Regions from separate parts of the Rattus norvegicus genome. Here region 2 is linked to region 1. A link is a contact called in public Hi-C data. All regions are on one chromosome and are shown on one strand. The core of a region is the stretch at or near the end of the contact, and the rest is flanking DNA. Distances in the headings are between cores, read along the strand shown.

The links. A called contact is a pair of places that touch in the nucleus more often than the background predicts.
Region 2: a Hi-C map of liver shows a contact between it and region 1, with 3 times the contacts expected there. The contact joins the promoter of Nrp1 here to the enhancer-like site in region 1. A contact is called at or near these places in 5 of 12 Hi-C or Micro-C datasets (Schwann cells, hepatocytes, kidney and 1 more).

Annotation. Positions count from the first base shown.
Region 1 is chr19:72,926,883-72,933,196 of GRCr8, reverse strand. The region is part of intron 3 of LOC103694361 (a long non-coding RNA gene); the gene reads right to left. Among named protein-coding and RNA genes, the nearest start is that of Nrp1, 330 kb to the left of the region's middle. Within about 2 kb of position 4,791, at least 16 of the 93 cell types and tissues checked have an H3K27ac peak or open chromatin away from gene starts, as enhancers often do. A contact at or near this core is called in liver, where this site is marked.
Region 2 is chr19:73,253,393-73,260,479 of GRCr8, reverse strand. Nrp1 (neuropilin 1) reads right to left here and starts at 3,923. Exons shown (of 18, transcript NM_145098.2): 1 at 3,846-3,923; 2 at 1,574-2,108. The coding sequence starts at 1,646.

The DNA of each region.
Region 1 (6,314 bases), core at 3,542-6,041:
AGACATAAATACATACATACACATGCGTACACACAGGCACTCACACAGGCACTCACACACATGTATACACAGATACACACATGCATACACACACATGTACTCACACATGCACATATGCACATACATACACCCATGTACACATGCACACCTACACATGGAGTGATTAAAATAAGAAACAGGGGCCAGTGAGATGTTCAGTTGGTAAGAGACACTTGCTGCCAAGCCTAGTGACCTGAGTTTGATTCCTAGGATCCACACAGTGAAAGAAGAGAATCTCAAGTGATCCTCTGACTGACACACATGTGCATATATATATACATGCCATGCACATGTACACACACTGATTTATTGTACTAAAAATTTCTTTTACAGGGACATGGTATTAACATATAACCCTTTTAGGCTTTATTGTTAACTTATACAATCAAGAGTCACCTGGAAAAAGGGAGTCTCAGTTGAGGGGTTGTCTGTTGTTGTAAGATTATAATAAATAGATTTCTTTTACCCCCACTTGGTCCAGCACTGCAGTGCCCCAAGATATCTGGTAGTCAATGTCTCTGCAGCCACACACTCTCCCAACTCAAATCGTCACAAGAAAGAACACACAACACAAAAACCTCTGATCTAATTGGTAAGATATGATTGCCCACCTAAACATACAAAGCCCTGTACACACCCATCCCTTAAGAACATTCTTTTTTTTTTTTTATTATTATCTTGAGTATTTCTTATATACATTTCAAGTGTTATTCCCTTTCCCGGTTTCCGGACAGACATCACCCTCCCCCCTCCCCTTCCTTGTGGGTGTTCCCCTCCCAAACCTCCCCCCATTGCCACCCTCCCCGCATAGTCTAGTTCACTGGGGGTTCAGTCTTAGCAGGACCCAGGGCTTCCCCTTCCACTGGTGCTCTTACTAGGATATTCATTGCTACCTATGGGGACAGAGTCCAGGGTCAGTCCATGTATAGTCTTTAGGTAGTGGCTTAGTCCCTGGAAGCTCTGGTTGCTTGACATTGTTGTACTTTTGGGGTCTCGAGCACCTTCAAGCTCTTCCAGTTCTTTCTCTGATTCCTTCAACGGGGGACCTATTCTCAGTTCAGTGGTTTGCTGCTGGCATTCGCCTCTGTATTTGCTGTATTCTGGCTGTGTCTCTCAGGAGCGATCTACATCCGGCTCCTGTCAGTCTGCACTTCTTTGCTTCATCCATCTTGTCTAATTGGGTGGCTGTATATGTATGGGCCACAGGTGGGGCAGGCTCTGAATGGGTGTTCCTTCAGTCTCTGTTTTAATCTTTGCCTCTCCCTTCCCTGCCAAGGGTATTCTTTTTCCTCATTTAAAGAAGGAGTGAAGCATTCACATTTTGATCATCCGTCTTGAGTTTCCTTTGTTCTAGGGATCTAGGGTAATTCAAGCATTTGGGCTAATAGCCACTTATCAATGAGTGCATACCATGTATGTCTTTCTGTGAGTGGGTTAGCTCACTCAGGATGATATTTTCCAGTTCCAACCATTTGCCTACGAATTTCATAAACTCGTTGTTTTTGATAGCTGAGTAATATTCCATTGTGTAGATGTACCACATTTTCTGTATCCATTCCTCTGTTGAAGGGCATCTGGGTTCTTTCCAGTTTCTGGCTATTATAAATAAGGCTGCGATGAACATAGTGGAGCACGTGTCTCTTTTATATGTTGAGGCATCTTTTGGGTATATGCCCAAGAGAGGTATGGCTGGATCCTCAGGCAGTTCAATGTCCAATTTTCTGAGGAACCTCCAGACTGATTTCCAGAATGGTTTTACCAGTCTGCAATCCCACCAACAATGGAGGAGTGTTCCTCTTTCTCCACATCCTCGCCAGCATCTGCTGTCACCTAAGTTTTTGATCCTTAAGAACATTCTTAACAACCTGTAAATACACAGAGTGGAATCTTAACGTCAGCTTCTGCCATCCCCTCCATTCCAGTCTCTTCCTCTCACCTCAAACTTTTCTCCCGCCCATCTTTCCTTCTCGTCCACTGACAGGCCTTGTTCTATCTTGTACCTGCCCTCACCTGTATGACAATCCTACATTGTCTAGATCACACTGGCCTGTGGCCATGTCTGTGGGAGACTGCCTTGATTGTTGATCGATGTGGGAGTGTCCGATCCACTGGGAGAGGTGCCACCCCTGGGAAAGTGGTTCTGGTTGTATAAGAAAGTGGGCTGAGCATGAGCCAGAGGGAGCAGGACATTAAACAGCATGAACTCTTTCAGTTCCTGCTCGATTTCGAGTTCCTGCCCTGACTTCCCTGACTTGGGAGTGTAAAATTAAAACAAAATAAAATAAATAAAATTAAACAAAAACAGAACAAAACAACAAAAATGACTTTTTTTTCTGTCCAAGTTGCTTTTGCTCAGAGTGATTTATCCCAGACGCAGAGAAGCTCACTAAAGCAGCGTGTAACCTCTGCACATCTTCTATGTATTTAAATCTCAAAGTGACTAGAGCAGCCAATTTAGCATGCATGCCTTGTTTCCATACTGCTGTGCTGCTTATGCAATCAGCAAAAGGATATAATTCAGGACAGACACAATTGTTTCTTCAAATATTCTCAGCCTCGCTTGATTGGTTCCACAGAAGGGAACGCAAGCCTGTGAAGGGCAGGCTGGACTCACAGTGATATGGAAAATCTGCCATTTATTGAGCAATTACCAAATGTGAGTAAGATGCCAAGTGCTGTGAATGTATTTTTAAGTAGATTTTTTTAAAAAAATTAAAATAAGATGATGAGTTAACCTTGCAATCAAATTAACATCCTACATTTATTCTTCATTCATTCATTCATTCATTCATTCATTTAATTCAGTTTCTGAAATAGGCTATCACTGTGTAGCCCAGGCTAGCCTCGAACTTTGTTTTGAAAAATCATTTTGGGGTGTGTGTGTGTGTGTGTGTGTGTGTGTGTGTGTATGTGTCCATGTATGTATATTCCCATATGAATGTGTCTGTGTACCTGTGTGTGCACATATGTAAAGACCAGAGGTCAACATCAGGTAAAGTTCTTAAGTACTCTCCGTTTTATTGTTTAATTTTTATCTTATGTGTATGTGTGTGCCTGCAAGTCTGTATGTGAAACACATGATGTATATAGGTATCCTTAGAGACCAGAATGGGGTTTGGATCCCCTGGAACTAGTGTTACAGGTGGTTGTGAGCCACCTGATGTGGGTGCTAGTAAAAGCAGGTTCTCTGCAAGAGCAGAAAGCTCTCTTGACAGCTGAAACATTGCTTCAGCTCTTTGACCCCCCCCCCTCTATCTCTATCTCTATCTCTATCTCTATCTCTATCTCTATCTCTATCTCTATCTCTATTTTGAGATAGAGTCTCTCAATAATCCTAGAGCTTTACAATTGGCTAGACCAGACATTTTCCCTCCTCTGGACCTCTCTGGAAATATCCTCACAGACAAAGAAGAGCCCCAAGAATCCTTTCCCAGTGCTGGGATTATGAAAATGCTGGCCTCTATCCTTATATAAGATATCCTTATCTTCTTCTTCCTCCTCCTCCTCTTCCTCTCCCTCTTCCTCCTCCTCCTCATCCTCCTCCTCTTCCTCCTACTCCTCCTTTTATTTTTATTTAATGTGGATACTAGGTCCTCATGCTTTCTTAACAAGTGTTTTATCTCCTCAGTTCTGGCCTTAAACCCTGGTCCTTCTCTGCCTCACTGTGAAAACTGTCCCTGATCATAATACAATACCGAGGACTTCCTTTTTCTTCTGAGGTTGGAGGGTCATAGGTCCTTCTGTTCAGCAAGGGTCTTACAGACCTAAGTCATCTTGGGTCCCTGGGCTGTGTGTGAGGCAATTCCTCCCCTCTGTCCCCAAAGGTCTATGTCTGCAGCCCTGCTGGAGAACTTTCGCAAACATTTAACCCTGACCTTTACAGATCCACACTAAGCAAACTCTGATGTGCCCAGCCTTCTTTCTTGCTATTGTTGCCAGAGTCTGAGGTTTCCTCTGGAATCTAATGGAGTCTCACTCATTTCCTGTCCAGAGAGCTTTGGCATCCAGGGTGCAGACCCCTGGAAGCTGCAGAGGCTCTCAGCCCGGGTTCGGCTCTTCCTCTGGATCTTTTACCCTGCATCAAGATCTCAGGCCCCTCCTGCCCAGTGACCCCTGTCACAAGAACCAAAGCCTCTGGTAGGTGGCCATCTGGCCCTACCCCAGCCCTGTGGATGGTTTGGCTTCCACTCCTCTCCAATCCCCACGACCCTCCCTTCTCTGAGGCCCAGGAGGAAACATTTAGCTCCCAGCTGCTTGCAGCCTGGCCTGGCTCTTCCAGTCCCACTCTGTGTTCTGGGTTCACTTGGAATGGCTCTGCTTCTCGTTCCCAAGCCTTGTCCATGTGCTCTGTTTGAGACGGTGGCCCACTGCCACATTCTCTTTTGCTACATTTGAAATTATTTTAATTTGAAGTTGATGCAGTGCAGCTAATTCATTTCATTCTGCCAGACTCATAATGCGCTCTCTCTCTCTCTCTCTCTCTCTCTCTCTCTCTCTCTCTCTCTCTCTGTGTGTGTGTGTGTGTCTGTGTGTGTGTCTCTGTGCATGTCTGTGTGTCTGTGTGTGTACAGCATGTGTCTCTGTCTCTGAGTGCTGAAAGGAAAATTCCTTTCACATGGCCTTTGTCCCCAGAAATCTGAATATCTCTTTGTCTTGGCACTTGTCCCAGCAACACCATTTCATGCCCTTTTCTTTTGGCCTATTCTTAGGATATCAGTGTGGGGGTGGGGGAGTCCGGGTCTCTCACATTGGCTACAAAAACAGGACCAGCCCTCCTCCCCTTGGGTAGTCCATCCAGTCTTCCCTGGTAAGCACTCCACATTCTTTAGTCCTTTCTTCTGCTCCTTTTAGCCACTTTCTCCTGACTGTAAGCAGCTGAGATCCCTAGAGAGCCAGCAGCTCACCTCCAGGGTCAGCTCTTTGCAGTGAGGTGGGGGAATAGGATTAGTTAACCCAGCAAGCGTGCTGGTTTATGGGTCATAGTCGTCTTAGACATTAACCCTATCATTTTAATGTTTTGTTATTAAAACTATGATATTTTAACCCAGGAAAGTTAGTTAGGGAGAACTTTAATCCAAGATACTACAGAAGGGTGGGGGGACAGTAAAGTGCTTACTCTGCAGACAAGAGTTGAGTTCAATCCATAGCAACCAAGTGTGAGTAAAACGCTGGATGTGGTAGTGTGTGCTTGTGATCCCAGCACTAGAGAGAGACAAGAAGATCCTTGGCACTCCTAGGCCAGTCAGTCTAGTCCAATCAGAGTTTTCCACAAAGACTCTGTCTCAAACAAACAAACAAACAAACAAACAAACAAACAAGAAACATGGTGGAACATCATCTGAGGCGTCTTCTGGATCCTCCACATCTGTCTGTTCTTATCCTGCCATGTGCATACACAAATATGGATGCACACAAAAGTTGGGAGAGGGCATTTTCTTTTGTCCTTTTCTTTGTCAATGTGGCTTGTCTTTACACCTCTCTTGTGACACCAGACCCCAACACAGTTCCTATGAGATTGACCCTGATCTTGTGTCCTTGGGTAGAATGTATTTTTGGTCCAGTGACCACTTTTCTGGTAACACTGATGTTCGGCTGAACTGTCTGGAAGATGGAATGAGAACCTAAGACTAGCTTTAATTTCTGAGATGGTGGATCAAGCACATGTCTCCTCCTTTTTCTTTGATTTTAATTGAGGTTTCCTTACTCTTTGCTTTTCTCTGGGTAGGGTGAAGCAGCAGAGGGAGCAGGAAGGGATGAAATTCCTTTCTGTATTGTTTTTATTGATGATCCATCAGCTAACTTTTTTCCTGACTCTGTCCCTAGCTGCAGGGTACTCAAGGTCTCCCATTGTATCCCCAGTAATTTCCTGGGAATCTCAAACAAGAATGTTGACTTTGTCTAAGGTAAAGATGTCCTACTGTTCCATCTAGGGGTCTTTATCAGGGTTCCTTCTCTCTGGTAAAGAATCCTGCTAAAAAATTAAAGGTGAGAAAAATCTTGAGCACAACAGGGTTACAGTCAGGGAAATCATGGAGCACAGCAAACAGGAGCACACAGAGTCAGCAGCTGAGGAAAGGCTTTCATCAGGAGTGAGGAAACACACACATGCAGCAGACACACCCACAGAAGATACACCCACAGAAGATACACCCACAGAAGACACACCCACAGAAGACACACCCACAGAAGATACACCCAGCGCGCACACACACACACACACAGAGAGAGAGAGAGAGAGAGAGAGAGAGAGAGAGAGAGAGAGAGAGAGAGACTCT
Region 2 (7,087 bases), core at 2,674-5,173, 330 kb before region 1:
GTGTGTGGTGTGTGCTGTCAGAACTACACAAGTCTTAATACTCTTCACCTTGGCTATCACGACCATCTTCTGGGTACCCCAACATGGCTCTAACCCAGTGTTGTTCTCAATCTGTGAGTTGCTACCCCTTTGAGAGAACTCTTTCTCCAAAAACATTTACATGACAATTCATAACAGTAGCAAAACTACAGTTATGAAGTAGCAACAAAAATAATTTTATGTTTGGGGAGTCACCACAACATGAAGAACTATATTAAAGGATTGCAGCCTTAGGAAAGTTGAGGACCACCACTCCGTCCTTAGGCATTATGAAGGCTAACCATTTGAGGTCTAAGCATTTGAGTTCTTTTGCTTAGAGGAAATAGACATTTCAACCCCTGCCAGACTACAGAAGCACTCCACCAACTCAGGTTCATTAACAAATTGAACTCCACATTCATGATTTTTTTGAGTATTTGGCTTCCCTTCCAGAGTATATAGGAAGATGCCGCCAACTCGAATTCATTAATAAATTGAATTCCAGCCGTGTTCACAAAAATATTTGCATATCTTTTGAGAACACTGCTTGGTACCTGTTGGGGGAGATCTATAGTTGAAATCACAAAAAAAAAAAAAAAAAAAAAAAACCAGGGAAAACACATTAAGGAGATTAACTTCTATCATAAAAGAGTGATTTAAATTCTTCCTGGTAGAGCCCCTCCGCTCGGCTCTTATTAAAACAATATACCACAATAAGTAGTAGGTGCACTTTTTTCCTAATTACTTTGATCGAAATCTAAGCCAGACAAAGTAAACATTTAGCTATTAGTTAATATATAAAGCTAAAGATCTACTGTTCCGATCAGCCCTTGCCTAGCCTTCAGCACCTTTCCAGGAGACGCGGAACACATTCGTACCAGATCCCATTTTAAACACACTCTTTAGGTTCCAGGGTACTGTTTATACCCAGGATTGCCTTTCATTTACTTAACAGTGAGTGGTTTTAAAAGCCAACTGGAGACTGCAACAGGGGTTACGGATTCTCAGATACGCTGGTGCCTCGCACTGAATAGATCCAAAGCCTTTATTGACAGTGCGACTTTCATTCATACTTCAGACTGATCACAGACGGTTTACAAAGGCGGCAGAGAGAGTTCTAGCGCCAAGACTGACCGCTATCTCTTGGTGTGGCCCACCAGAGGAAACTGAGCAGGGATGTTTCGAGGAGAACCAGGAAGTCCTCCCGATGAAGTGTTCATTAACTCTCAGCAGCCATCAGATTTTTGAAAGGGAGTCTCATTTAATTGCCTCTGGGAGGAAACATTATTAAGATAATTGGTGTGCTGATCTGGGAAGGTAGGCAGCTCTGCCTCGAAACAGAGGCAAGAGAAGCCAGCAACCAACTGGAGCAGGGGGCGGAGGGCTTGTGGTCCTCCTGCCCCAGACACCCTGACTTCTCTGTTCCTTGCACAGGCAAGTTTCCTGCGTCCGGCAGTCGTGCGCGCGTCCCGTGGCTGGGGCTGGAACCCCCTCGCCCGAGGGAACCCGGCAGCCCCGGGCACTCCGGTCGCTCCCGCCTCCGGCTGTCACTTACCGCTGCGGAAAGCGCCCGCCAGGGCGAGGGCAAGGGCGAGCGTGGCGCACAGCAACGGCAGCCCCCTCTCCATCCTCCTTCGCCGAGCCAGTCCCCAGGCAGCCGCGGGAGAGCACGATTGAGGGAGGAAAACCCAGCAAACGGGAATCTTAACAATCCGAAACAACGCTCTTAAGTCCGCTTAAGAACCATAAAATCCTCAGCCGGTCTTGGCGGGGAAGGCTAGCGGCGAGGCAATGCCTGAATTCGCGAGAAGCGCGTCTCTTTTTGTGTCTCAAGTCGCCTGCATCCTGTCATTTAGCTCCGATTTCCTCTCCCTTTTCCCACACTTGTTCCTCTTCCAGGAGCCACTGCCCGGGCCATGTCTCAGGAAGAAGAAGAAGGAGGAAAAAAAGAGGGGAGGAGTTGCGAGGAGGAGGGGAGAGGGCGGGCGACACACCAAAGCCAATTTCTAGAGGGAAAGAAAAAAAAAATCCCGCTTGATTCTGGACGGGTTGGAGCCGAGGAGCTGGCGCCCAGAGGAGGTCCGGGTTGTCTGCGGGAAGGAGAGAGAGCAATGAAAAGATGAGCGGGAGAGCGAGGACTTTCTCCACTGGCACCCGCCTCTCTCTCCGACCTCCCCCTCCCTCCCAGATCCCTTCCCTCGCTTCCTCCCGCCCCCTCCCCGCACAGCTCTGCCAGTGATTGCCTGGCTGGAGATTCGGAGACACAAGTTTCTCTCTGCACGCTTTCTCCTTCGGTCCTTTGGGCTCCCCCCTCCACCCCACCTCCGGGCACCCTGCTGTGCTCTCCGCGGGAAGAAGGTCATTGGGGAGCCAGTAGTCTGTGCCCATAGCGCAAGGACACGTGTGTGTCAGGAGGGGCAATGCTAGTGGTACCAGCCCCAGTGATCAGCTAGTCTACCTTGGCGAGATCTCTGCACCCCAGGACTGAGCTAGGCTGAGGATCCCGGAGCCCAGGAGTTCTGAGAGCCCGGGGTTAGCTGCTACTTCAAGGAACTCCAAATCCCTAGTCACCCGCGCCCCAGGTGGTGTGGATCACGCGTCAGTCCTTGCTTTCACTTCCTGGGTGCCAGCCTGAGGTTTGGGGCGGGAAGCAGCCAGGCACTCCAGAATGCTGCGAGTAAGACTGTTGACCAGAAGAAGAAGGCTGTTCTGGGAGACGCGCTACTAGAGAACTGCGACCGTGCCTCTGCCACGTAAAACATAGGCAGACCTTCTTGGAGCACGGAGCCTGGCTGCAGCCGAACAAGACCACCTCGCCGTGCATAAAGGCGAGGCTGGGTACCCGACCCCCCATCTCCACCCCTGACGCTGCAGGCTGCATTGTTCCCCGAGATTTGGTGCCCTCTCCTTTGGGGTTACATGAGCCAGGAGGATGGATGGTGGCGCGCCTTTCAGCTAGGGGGCAGCCGCCAACAGACACAGAGCAGCCACGTAGAACTCCAAGAATCTGAATCAGGGGTCCAAGGTTCTAAGGGTGGAGGGGCCCATTTCTGTGCACCCTGAAGGAAGGACAAGACTGGCAAGGACCCCTCATGAGGGTGACAGGATGATCTTTGCAAGGGTCTCGTAGTGCCAGGTTTAGATTACAGGCAATTGTGTCTACTGGTCCTCCAGCCTCACCCGCCACCCACAGAAGAGGTGCGTCCCAGTCCCCCGCGTCTGCCCAGTGCTTCCCCTCCCCCACGTCGTCCGGTTCCATCCTCCAGGGCATTCCGAGAACTGCAGCAGGTGGTGTTTGGCTTATGAATAGCAAGGACACCCAGGGACTTAAACTGGTTGAGGCCTCTGATCAAGTACGAGTATAAGAGACTCTATGCCCTCGGAAAGAGCTGGTGGATAAGGTGAAAAGGTCATACGCCTTCTGGGAGGTGGCATTTATAGACACACTACCACCACAGAGACTAACTCCTACCTGGTGCAAGGGCTGGCAAAGATTTAGGATTGCTGGCAAGGAGACTCTGGTCAAAGGTTTTGGCTGAAAAATTAGGGTCAGTCAGGGAGAAAGGACACCCGGGGACACTGGTGCCCCAGGCCAGGAATCTGCGTTGGGTGTCTGGACTGGGCGCTGAACTGAAGCTTGTGCATTGCGCGGATCTCCAGCCTGGGCTCCGGCGCAGGACCCACTGGCTCCAGAGTCCAGCCTTCTTTTCGGCCCTGGTTACCGAGCCCGCCTCCAACGCAGCCTCTCCCTCCCTGCCCCACCGCAAAGCCACCCCCTTGTGTAGAGAGCCAGCCCTGGAGCGCCTCCGTTAGTCGCCACTAGCTACCTCTTTGGTTCTCTGACCCTTATGGAAGACCGGGTGGGTTGGGCGTGCCAGAAGGCTGGGAGTCAAACGCCTGAGTCGAGCGGAAGGGGCAGTCGCGAGGCCGTTGGCCCTCTGCAGGCAAGGTCTAGGCGATAGCCGCGCCCAGGGCAAAGCTGAGGTGGGAGGAACAAGAGTGGTGGCGGGGTGGGGAAGCTGGGGGTGGAGGGGAGCTGGCAATCTGCCACAGGGAGCGCGTGTCCCTACCTCCCTACGCCAGGCATCGGGCGCATCCTTGCCAATTCCAACTGTGCTGGGCAAGCCTCAGACTCAGGGTGACCCGGAGCCACCTTAGCCCTGGAGTCCAAGAGACCGGTGTCTCGGAGGACTTGGCGAGTCGACATAAAAGGGAAATCAGGCCAAAACTGTGGAGATCCAGATCCTTGTCTTTTTCGGAAGAGGAATCCCAATGCCCGGCTCGCTCGCCCAGGTGAAGCTGTTATTTAATCAATCTGCCCTGGGTCGGATTGAGCTAAGGGGTACAGGTGAGACACTTAAGTGATCAGCTGGTGCTCCCTGTGAAAGCCAGTTCCTCAAACCCAGAGACAAGGGGGAGAAAGGGCTTTGAAGCTTGGGGTACCAGTGAAGGACTCCTGTTTTTCTGGCTCAGTCCCTAAGTTCTCTTGACAGCTTTTCTCTAACTGGTAAGGCATGCCTTCTGTGTACTTTAGGGGAGACATACTTAAAACTCTCTCTCTCTGATTTTCCAGGACTAGGCTTATCTGAGGCTTCCCTAGATTCCTTTTTTTTCCACAGTGGGTGCTGCGAAATGGAACCCAGCCGCCCTAATTAGTAATTGTCAGCTCATGCCATTGGTATATTGCTAACCATTCTGGTTAACAGCCTTTTCCTGTGCCGTAAGATTCCATCAAGAAGAGATAGGCCGTTTAAGATACCTGCAACTCTCCACCCAGGGAGACAGACTGGCTTTATAGGAGAGCAAGTGTGAGACAGAGGAAGAATTTGGCAGTATTCCTAGTTTGATTTTATTTTGGTCTCGTGCACACATTCCTCCTCTTGATATCACAGATCTGCCTAGGAGACAGGGCCTGCTTCCACCTTCAGGTGATTTATCTATCTGCTGCCCTAACCGTGCTGGATAGAGGATGTCTGTGGTCAGTACCACCTCAGGGACTGCTGAGGATGCAACCTGTTTGAGCATGGCCAGTATGAACTAGCTGGGTGGAAACACCCTGCTCCTTTCACCGAACCACATCAATTTGTTAGAAATAAGAGGAGAGTCATTGCTCCCAGAAGGCCTTTGGAGCCACCTATTTCTGAAGGGCACAAATGGGGATGGGTACAACACGGGGATCCCAGTTAGCTCAAAACCAAATCAAGTGCATTCGAGATGACGATGACGCATTGCGTTGTTTTTAAAACACAATCTACAGCTATAGAAAAACAATCGAAAGAATTCTTGGGAGCTAACCAACATCTGACATGGAAGGAGAGAACTGTGGAAAGAATAAGAAACTACAATTTACAACCACACGCAGTGGTCTGGAGTCGTGATCCCAGCACTCTGGAACAGGAGGCAAGAGGATCAGGATTCTGAGGTTAGAGTGAGTTGGAGGTCAGTCTGTGCTACCTGAGGCACTATCTTCTCAAAATAAAAAACATAAAAACAAAACAAAACAAACAAACAAAAAAAAACCCCTTTGGGTCAGAAGAAATGGCATTGTGGTGAAGGGAAGGTTCTGCTCTTTCAAGATCAATTCCCAGTGCCTATACTAGGTAACTCAAGACCACCTATATCTACAATTCCCAGGGATCCAATATCCTCTTCTAAACCCTGCAGGCACTTCCATTCCCATGCATATACCCAGCCATATGTACACACAATTAAAATAATTTAAGTTTTTTTTAAAGATTTATTTATTTATATGTAAGTACATTGTTGCTGTCCTCAGACACACCAGAAGAGGGCATCAGATCTCATTACAGATGGTTGTAAGCCATCACGTGGTTGTTGGGAATTGAACTCAGGACCTCTGGAAGAGCAGTCGGTGCTCTTAACCACTGAGCCATCTCTCCAGCCCAATTTAAAAGTTTTTAAAAGAGACAATTCCCTTACAATGACACGTTTATGAAACGGCAGTCATGCAACAGTTGTCTCTTGGGCTTCTGCCATAGCTATAGCATAGAATTTGTAGTGACAGAAGAGAATAAATAATCTTTAGTTTCGTTTTCTTTTTTAATGTTAGTTTTTATTACTTTTAATCATGTGTATGTATGTGTCTGCATGTGGTATGTATATGTGAGTGCAGGTGGTCACAGACCATAGATGTCAGATGCCCTGGAGCTGGAATTACAGATGGTTGTTAGCTGTCCAATGTGGATGCTCAGGGCTGAACCTAGGTCCTCTGGAAGAACAGCAAGTTCACTTAACCTTAGTTAGTTAACTCTCTAGCCCTAGTTTCTGTTTCTCTAAGTAACAGAGAAATAGATGTTTTCTAAAACTTGCAGGAAAAGGTTTCAAAGCAAAGTTTTTTTGTTTTTTTTTTTGTGATCTGAATATTCTCTGACATAGGTGGACAGTGCTAAATTCTGAGTCATGCTGGTGGAGTCACAGCCTTTGGGGTTAGATTTTGAAAACTGAAACAGTAACCATCAATTAATCTGCCTTCCATGAACCACTTCTTGGGGGCAGGGATTGAGATTGAGACACTGAGTAATTTGCCAACATACTGGGATCACAAATTTCGAACTACGCTACCTGGCTGAATTCTCTCTAAATTAGGAAAATAAAAACAACAGACAGAAACACTCAGCAAGCAAAATTAAAAGTATCACTAGAGAGAATGAACTCAAAATTTCCAAGGTGCAGAGGATCGGTTACTTAAAGTCACATAATTCCATGCAACTAAAGAATAAAAAGTTTAAGGAATGCTGAAAGATCGACAAAAATCATTATTAAAACAGTCAAAGGCTCAAAACAGGGCTGCTGATGTATCTCAGTTGATAGAATGTTTTCCTAGCATGCAAGCTAGATTCAATTCCAGCAGCACACAAAAACCAGGCAGAGCCAGGCCTACCTGCAATCCTGGCACTCTGGACGTAAAAGCTAGAAGATCCAGAGTTCAAGGTCATCCTTGGTTAAGGGAGTTTGAAGTCAGCTTGGACTACATGAGATGCTGTCTAAAAGAAAAAGAAGGAAAGCCTCAAAACATAGTTAATAATTGTTTAATTTATCCCAGAATAAC